Regions from separate parts of the Hordeum vulgare genome. Here region 1 is linked to region 2. A link is a contact called in public Hi-C data. All regions are on one chromosome and are shown on one strand. Each heading gives the region's core, a stretch centred on a gene start, on an enhancer-like site or on the middle of the called end of the contact. The rest is flanking DNA. Distances are from core to core; before and after follow the strand shown.

Evidence for each region. Hi-C and Micro-C count contacts between places; a contact is called where the count stands out from the background.
Region 1: a Hi-C map of seedling shows a contact between it and region 2, with 5 times the contacts expected there. The contact joins the promoter of LOC123425458 here to the promoter of LOC123425457 in region 2. A contact is called at or near these places in 5 of 6 Hi-C or Micro-C datasets (leaf, seedling and an unstated tissue) and 1 of 1 datasets of contacts at active chromatin or transcription factors (embryo).

What each region holds. Positions count from the first base shown.
Region 1 is chr2H:118,828,978-118,833,212 of MorexV3_pseudomolecules_assembly, forward strand. LOC123425458 (formin-like protein 5) reads left to right here and starts at 2,630. Exons shown (of 18, transcript XM_045109163.1): 1 at 2,630-2,816; 2 at 3,484-4,184. The coding sequence starts at 2,744.
Region 2 is chr2H:118,667,286-118,671,479 of MorexV3_pseudomolecules_assembly, forward strand. LOC123425457 (protein IMPAIRED IN BABA-INDUCED STERILITY 1-like) reads left to right here and starts at 1,881. Exons shown (of 9, transcript XM_045109162.1): 1 at 1,881-2,901; 2 at 3,442-3,726; 3 at 3,826-4,143. The coding sequence starts at 2,536.

The DNA.
Region 1 (4,235 bases), core at 1,380-3,879, 160 kb after region 2:
GAATTGATCAAGATCAATGTACTGTTATCTTATTTCACTCATGGGGTAGAGAATGTGGGATCAGATGACAAACTAAAGGTGGTGTTCCATTCTCTCTCTCTCTACAACAATGCAATCTTACGTTCAATACATTCATTCATCAGCAAAACAAATTTCCACAAAATAAAATTTCTTGCCGGTGCTTGGCACACGGTTGGAGGCATGGGGAGGGGATCTCACCAGATGATGAGTTCCTGTCGGAGGAGGGGATGTTGCCGCGCCATAACCTCGGAGTTCCCCGTGTGAGGCATGGAGGCCCGCCTCCACCTGCAAGTACTTCGCTCCGCCGCGCCTTATCCGCGCGCCGTCGCCGTTCTGCATCGAGCAGACGCATCATCCCAAGTCGTTGTAGCTGTCGCGTTGATTCGATCCAGAAGCTGTGCTCGAGTGCCGAAACGGGGGCAGCAAGCGGGCAGAGATACGACCGCGGAGGCAGGTGGGTTGAGATCAACAACGGTGGTGGTTGAGGTCGGCTGCGGCGGCGAGTGGTGTGGCAGCGGCCTGGGCACAGGCCAGGGTGGACCAGGGTCGACGCGATGCGCTCGAGCGCCGCAACGGGGGCAGTGAGCGGGGAGAGGTACATCCGCGGAGACGGGTGGGTTGAGATCGGCAGCGATGGCGGTTGAGGTCGGACGCGGCGGCGAGTGGTGTGGCGGCGGCCTGGGCACATGCCAGGGTGGCCAAGGGTCGACGGGAGGAGGCGATGCGTACGGGTATAATTTTTGCAGCGAATCGTTTTTTTCCTTTTGCGTTGCAGATAAATGATGGAGCGCGGGTTGAATAACAAAAATTACAGGGGCTTTTTATAAAAATACCGTGATGGGTTTTCCGACAGAATCAATAGCCGCTTTATTATTAGGTATAGAGGTATAGATTTATTGTTGATTTATTTTGTTTGTTTGATCGTTTTTACGTCTATTTTTTAAAATGTATATGTGATGTATATGTCGTTTGTGCGTGCCGTGCGCGTTGCATTTTTGGGCACTGCTGGAGCGGCGCGCGCTGCATTATAGCGCGGCTGCTGAAGCCAGCGCCTATCCCCGCGCTAAACCAGTCGAAGCGCGCTGCAAACGCAATTTTTAAACGCGGCGCGAAGCGCGTGTATTGGAGACGCATGCTAGACTGTTCTTCATGATCAGATTTGGTAACAACACAGCGAGCGTCAGTTTCCGCTGTTCCGTAACAGCGGGCTGATAACATGAGTTCCACGGCAAGGAGAAGCGACAATAATGCACTGCTTGCCGGACCTAGCAGATAAGATGCTGCTGGGGTCACCCGTTTCTTGTCCTAATATTGTTGGTTGTTGGTGGTCACATTTTAATACTAGTAATACCGCAGTAGTACACTAGTACTATACGTTTGTCATGCAGCAATTTGCTTTTCAAGCACCACGGATCCTTTTTCCTTTTTCCAATTTAAGAAGTGCATCATCTGAAAACATAAATCATTTCATGTCCAGTGCAAAAGGCCATTCCATCATCCGCGAGGATGCATTAATAAATCGCATTACAAACAAAATGTTGCTCCCATTGGAGAGCTATACATAAAATGTACACGTATTATTCTATTATTTAGTCAATTAATTAGTTAAGAATAGAAGCAGCCCAACTGATCCTGGAGGCAGCTGTCACTACTCCTACTACTACCATCTTCCCCATCAAAGTATATATATCCGTTAGTCCGTTACAGTCATACAAAAATATCATCCCATCCTCTAAATATTCTGATTAGATAATACTGTAGTACTACTCCTACTACTCTTTTTTTAGGAAGAACTGATGCATCCACCTGAGCTCAAATACCTTCGGCACAAATGACAGTAGTAATATAGTTTGCTCCGGACCAGCAGCACATGATCCTCGAAAAATAGAAGTCCATGTCAACCGTCTTCTTCTCACCCTCACCCACACCACACCAACCTCGCCACTCATTAATCGCAGGATCGTCGGCTAAACTCGGCCAGATCCGAGTCGTCCGTCCTTGGCCTGCAATGGAAGGAAAGAGAAGGAAAATCCGGAGACGTCCGTACCGGCACAGCCCCCCGAGGCCCAATCCTCTCCGCGCCCGCACGCCAACCCATGCCTAACCAGTCCACATCGGCCCGCTGACACTCCGTCCCCACCACAGCCGGCCCCGACGACCAGTGAGGCAGCCGGCGTCGCCGAGCAGAGCACGGCAGCTGTCACGCGGGCCTCCCGGAAACATTCACCGCGGAAGCCGCCGAAAACGCAACGGAAAAAGCGCACGGGGCCGTAGCAGTAAAAACTGGGCAAGGAAGGAAGGAAGGAGTAGCGAGAGACGAGAAGGAGAGAGAGGAAAGATTAGCAGCAAGGGGAGGAGAGAAAGGGAAAAATTAAAGTAGAGTTTAAACAGCGAGACGAGAAGAGGCAGCGGCAGCAGTAGAGGAAGAGGAGTCCCAATCGCACGGCGCCTCGACCGCCTGCCTGCCTCCCCACCACCACCGCGGAACCCTAGGGCGGCCGCGGCGAGCGAGCGAGCGAGCGTCGGCCGCGAGATCTCGCCGAGGGGGGCGCGGACCACTGCCCCCAGCTCGCCGGCGGCGGGGGCGGGGCCGCCCCCATGCCTTTGGCGCCCCGATCGGAGCCGATCGGTGGCCGCTCCAGGCGTCAGAGGAGCTCGCCGGCCGCCGGGGAGGCGGAGGCGGCCAAGGGGGAAGCAGAGGAAGAGGAGGAGGAGGAGGAGGATGGCGCTGTTCCGCAAGTTCTTCCTCAAGAAGACGCCGGATCGGCTGCTCGAGATCTCCGAGCGAGTCTATGGTATAATGCCCGCGTCCCTGGGCCGAGCCGTGCCGCCCGAGTGCGGGGATTTGCTTGTTCCGAGGGGGATTTTGGGACTTTTGCCGCGGCTTGTGCTTCTTCGGGCTCCGGGGAACTGTTGCTTTCAGCGGATTTATCGCTATTGTTTGAGCTGGAATTCAGTTCGTTCCCAAGCACGGCGAGCTAGATTTAGTAAATTTTTGATGTTAAGTTGAATTCGGTCCAGTTCTGGGTCGTCACTCTGTGCGCACACGACCCAGAGTCTCAGATTTAGCTGCATTTGACCTAAACTGGTTTTTATTTCTTTCCATATCCGAATTTTGTCTTGCCCTTGTCGCATGCTGGCCCTGAGGGTAGCTTTGGATTTAATTGCATTATTTTCTCTTATATAAGCATGCAGCAATTGTCTAGTGCCTGCATGATGTCCACATTTTCTGTTGGTGCTCCCTCCCTTTAACCAGTAGTTATTAGTTATAATGGCGTGCTTATCTGTTGATGAAATACTTTGCTGTATCTAGAAACATGAACTTAGTACCTATGCAGTGTGAAGATGAGGTTCCTTCTAGCATGCCAGCACTTGATCTCTTCTCCATTTTTCTAGTCTTAGTTGAACGATGCAAATTTGAGCATGAGATCGTGCTAATTTCAACCGGTATGTTGGTTTCAGTGTTCGACTGTTGCTTCGCGGCAGATGCCATGGGCGAGGATGAGTACAGGGATTACTTGAGTGGCATAGTTGCACAGTTGCAGGACTACTTTCCCGATGCGTCATTCATGGTCTCCAATTTCTGGTCTGGGGACAAGAGGAGCCGGATTTCAGATATATTGTCTGAGTATGACATGACTGTCATGGACTACCCACAGCAATATGAAGGATGCCCACTCCTTCAGCTCGAGATGATCCACCATTTCTTGAAATCATGTGAAAATTGGCTGTCAGTGGAAGGGCAGCAGAACATGCTTCTAATGCACTGTGAAAGAGGGGGATGGCCAGTGCTTGCATTCATGTTGGCTGGACTACTTCTATATAGGAAAACGTACACTGGTGAGCAGAAGACTCTAGAGATGGTCTACAAGCAGGCTCGCAGGGACTTCATACAGCAATTCCTAAAGTTGAATCCCCAGTCTTCTCATCTGAGGTATTTGCACTACGTAACAAGACATGGAAGTGGTTCAGAATGGCCTCCTATTAGCCGGCCTCTCATATTGGATTCTGTAGTTCTCCACACTGTTCCTAGATTTGATTCCCAAGGGGGCTGTAGGCCGTATTTGCGTATTCACGGGCAAGACTCGAGTCCTGGTAACAAGAGTGCAAAGGTTCTTTTTGAGACGCCCAAGACCAAGAAACATCTCCAGCGTCATGGGCAGGTAATGATTACTCCTAAACCGTGGAGATATTTATCACTACCCAAATTCTAC
Region 2 (4,194 bases), core at 631-3,130:
TGACTAGGGATTGTCTTCAAAATAGTGGTCCATTGAGGATAGATACCGTCACCTAGGTAGTATCCTTTGCCATAGTTGTGGCCGTTGATGGTAACATTCACCGGTGGGATGTTGCCTTACGCAAGCCTTGCAAACACCAATGAGCCTTGGAACACGTTGATATCATTATGTGATCCGGTCGTCGAAAAAAGAGAGCCTGATCCAGAGATCTTGTGAGGCCACGGCCTCAAATATGACAATGCAAGCCCTCACATGGCCCTTATAGTGCCCTCGACAAGCGGTAGGGCAGTTCCTCCACTCCCAGTGCATGCAGACCATGCTGCCAAGCATCCCCGGGGAGCCCGTGCTTGCATTCATTGCCAACAGGTGGATTGTATCTTGAGGAGTCGGCTCTCTCAAGTACTCAGACAAAACATAACAATCATAGTCTTGCAGAACCTGTACATGAACTCTAAGCATGTAGACTCGTTTATACGGACTTACTCATCAGTGAGATCATTGGGCACTCCGTCTGCAAACATCCGGATGGCTGTAGTGCATTTCTGATAAGATGAGAAGCCAATCTTTCCAAGGGAGTCCTCTTTGCACTCGAAATAGTTATCGTAACCGACCACCCCTCTCTAATACGGTTAAAAACATGCCTAGCCACACGAAAACACCGTCAAAAAATCTGATGTTTGAACAGTGAGTTGGTTGTGTCAAAGTAGTCCTTTCAAAGAACAAAATGATTGTTCTCTCGGTTACGATTCAACGCCAGAAGGTGTCCCGGGATCGAGCCACGGAACAACGATCGCTGTCTATTAAGGTGGTGATGGACCAACATGGCAACCAAGATCTCCTTCTCATCACCGGATGAGGAATCGTCGAAGTTGCAAAGAAAATTGTGAAAAAAAAACTCGTCGGCGGAGTCCATTTTATACCTTGGCAAACTGTCGAACAACTTGTGGGCGTCGTCGAAGGAGCTGACCGACGAAGAGACGCGCGCCTACCTTGGATCAGGTGGCTGGCCTCGAGAAGTTCCGGCGGTGAGACGGTGTTGGCGGCGAGGTGGCGACGTTAAGGGGAGGTGTGTCAGCACCGACAAATGGGTGGCGGCGACGACACGACGAAGGCGGGCGATGGTCTGCTATTGATATGGGGTGGGAGAGGATGACCAATGTGCCACCGACTAGCGGGTGAGAGGAAAGAGCAAGCGGGCGCCGCGCTCGTCCGTCTCGTGTCCGCGCTGACGCAAATCAGGCTAAAAATGGGCCGAAAATGGACATACCAGACGACCCAACACGCGGACGCAAACCGACCTTTGTCCGTTTCTTGTCCGTTTTTGACCCATCCCGCGCAAGTTTGGACCGCCTTTAGGGTAAAACGGACAGCGCGCGAACAGACCGGACGCGCGTGATTGTCCTCCCCTGACCCGTCCGTCGGTGGCACAAGCCTTCTTTTTCTATGCGGACAGATCTGGTCGGTCACGTCTGGAACATTTCAGAAAAGTATTGGATATAACCTCATTGTCCGTTCCAAACGAACAAAATCCAGAGGAGCGTAGATGTGGTCGTGCGCTCGAGTTGGGTGTGCGCGGGGTGCACAGCACAGAGTGCATAGGAGAGAAGGGATGCCCCGAGAAAGCAAGGAGCAATGCTACATGTACGGAAGTTTTAGTTTTATAGGCTGAGATGAGGTGGAATGTATTGATTGGAGACTAAGATGAAGTGGGCCCACCCAAAAATCAGGAGGAGAGATTAGTGTGGAGAAAGACCAGTCCGTTAAATCTTATAAAAAGTTTCCGTAAGTCTACCATTTTTTGGAAAGCAAGCAGGGGGAAAAAAGCGCCGTCGTCTACCACCAGTCCACCGCGACCACCCTCTCTTCGCGTTGGAAGGACCATTTAAAGCCCCCGTTCCCACCTGCGAGCCCGCCCCCACTACTCCGTCCTCCGCGCCACTCATCCAGGGGAGCTTTCCTTTGCTTGCTCCCTCCCCACCCCCGCCCCAAATAAATTCCGTTCCGTTTCTTGATCTGTTCGCTACTCCGGCGACGCGGCTTGCCGGCGGTCACGGCCTCGTTTCTGTTCTTCAGGCCAAGCGGCTACTTGATCCGTCGCCCGCCCGCCTTCTAAGAAAGGCCGCCGTAGCTTTTCTTTTCCGCCTGGCGGCAACGGGTGTCTCGTGCTTTGCCGCCCAGAACCCTCTCTCCTTCCCTGCCGATCACGGCTCCGCGGCCGGCCGCTGTCTCGATCTGTCCTAATCGGCGGAGCTGGTGGGCGACGTCAGCGTTTCGTCTCCTTTCTTTGTGTTTGCTGGTGGCGAGCGCCATTTATTACTCCCCAGGTCAATCCCGACTTGTTCTTCACCCCTGCCGGCCGTGCTTGCCCCGTGACCACCACGCCTTTCGGCCGAGCCTTCGGTCGGTTTCCTCTTGATTCTTCCTGTTCCCCTCTATCCATCCAATGCGTCAGTGAGGAGCTTCAGACCGGTGGAAGGCGGGCTCGCCGTGTATGGTCTGACGTGTTTGGTGCTGCCGTGCTAGCGCGCCGCCGAGATGGGCTGCGTCGCGTCTAAGAAGGCCATCGTCTCGGTCACGCCGGCGGCCGACTCGTCCGGCGTGCTCCGGGACCGCGCGCCGGAGCCCGCTGCCGTATCCGCCTCTTCCCTGCGCAGCTCGGCTGCTGCTGCTGCGGCTGCGGCGGCGAGGTTGGTGGAGAAGAAGGACGACGCGGAGGAGCCGGGGAAGGCCGTCGTCGCCGTGGCGGCCGCGTCCCGGAGCTTCCGGCTGCGGAACCTCCGGAGGAGCCTTGAGGGGGAGCAGGTGGCCGCCGGGTGGCCGTCCTGGCTCAGCGCCGTTGCCGGGGAGGCCATCCAAGGCTGGATCCCTCTCAAAGCCGACTCTTTTGAGAAGCTTGAGAAGGTACTGTGCCGCTTTCGCTTCAGGTTTCCTGCCAGATTCAGTTTAATACTAGGTCATTTTCCATTGCAATTTTTTTTACCATGCATTGGAATGCTTAGAACGAAAACGGTTATTGGATTTGCTATTTGTGTGGTGGTAGGCATATTTATGGAATCTTATATTAGTATAGTACTGCCTTGTTGGGTGATGTACTAAGACATGAAGAATAAACAAGTACTAGGATTGTGTTGTGTTAATGATCAGAACTCAGAGAGGGGGGGGGGGGGGGTAACATGGGGGATTTGGTGCCTCCTACTGTCAGCTATGACAATTTTTAGGTGGGAAATTCACTTTCTACCATTTGTTCTATGCTGTCATTGTCAAGCTGGTAACGATGCAGTCACTGACTGCTAATTTGGTAGCACTAGGGTATATTTGCAGCAAGCAGGATGTAGCTGTGGATCACATGATAAAATTGTCTTTTGATGTTTTTGCTTGTTGTTGTTGTGATGTACAGTTTTTAACCGGCGCTTTATTTCTCCAATACACACATTTGTGCAGGTTGGGCAAGGCACATACAGCAGCGTATTTAGGGCACGTGATCTTGACACTGGAAAGATTGTCGCACTGAAGAAGGTGCGGTTCGACAATTTTGAGCCAGAGAGTGTCAGATTCATGGCGAGGGAGATACAGATATTGAGAAGGCTTGATCATCCAAATGTCATGAAGCTGGAAGGCTTGATTACTTCTCGGTTATCATGCAGCCTTTATTTAGTGTTTGAATACATGGAGCACGATCTTGCTGGACTTTGTTCCTCCCCTGACATCAAGTTCACTGAAGCACAGGTATGCCCATTTTGAAGGAAGTGTATTTGTATTCCTCATTCTGTACAACTTTGACATTGCACTGTGTTGACCTGGCATTGTCCCTGATTCTTATTGCAGGTTAAGTGCTACATGAACCAGTTGCTGTCAGGACTGGAGCACTGCCATTCACGCCGCATTGTTCATCGTGACATCAAGGGTGCCAATCTCCTTGTGAATAACGAAGGGGTTCTAAAAATAGCTGATTTTGGTCTTGCCAATTACTTTGACCCAAGTAAAAACCATCCTCTGACCAGCCGGGTTGTTACACTGTGGTACCGACCACCTGAACTACTGCTAGGGTCAACTCACTATGATTCAGCTGTTGATTTGTGGAGTGTTGGGTGCGTATTTGCCGAGTTGTTTCGTGGAAGACCGATCTTGCAGGGAAGAACTGAGGTAATTTAATTTGCTTGCACTAACCAGTACAACTCATTATTTATATCCTCT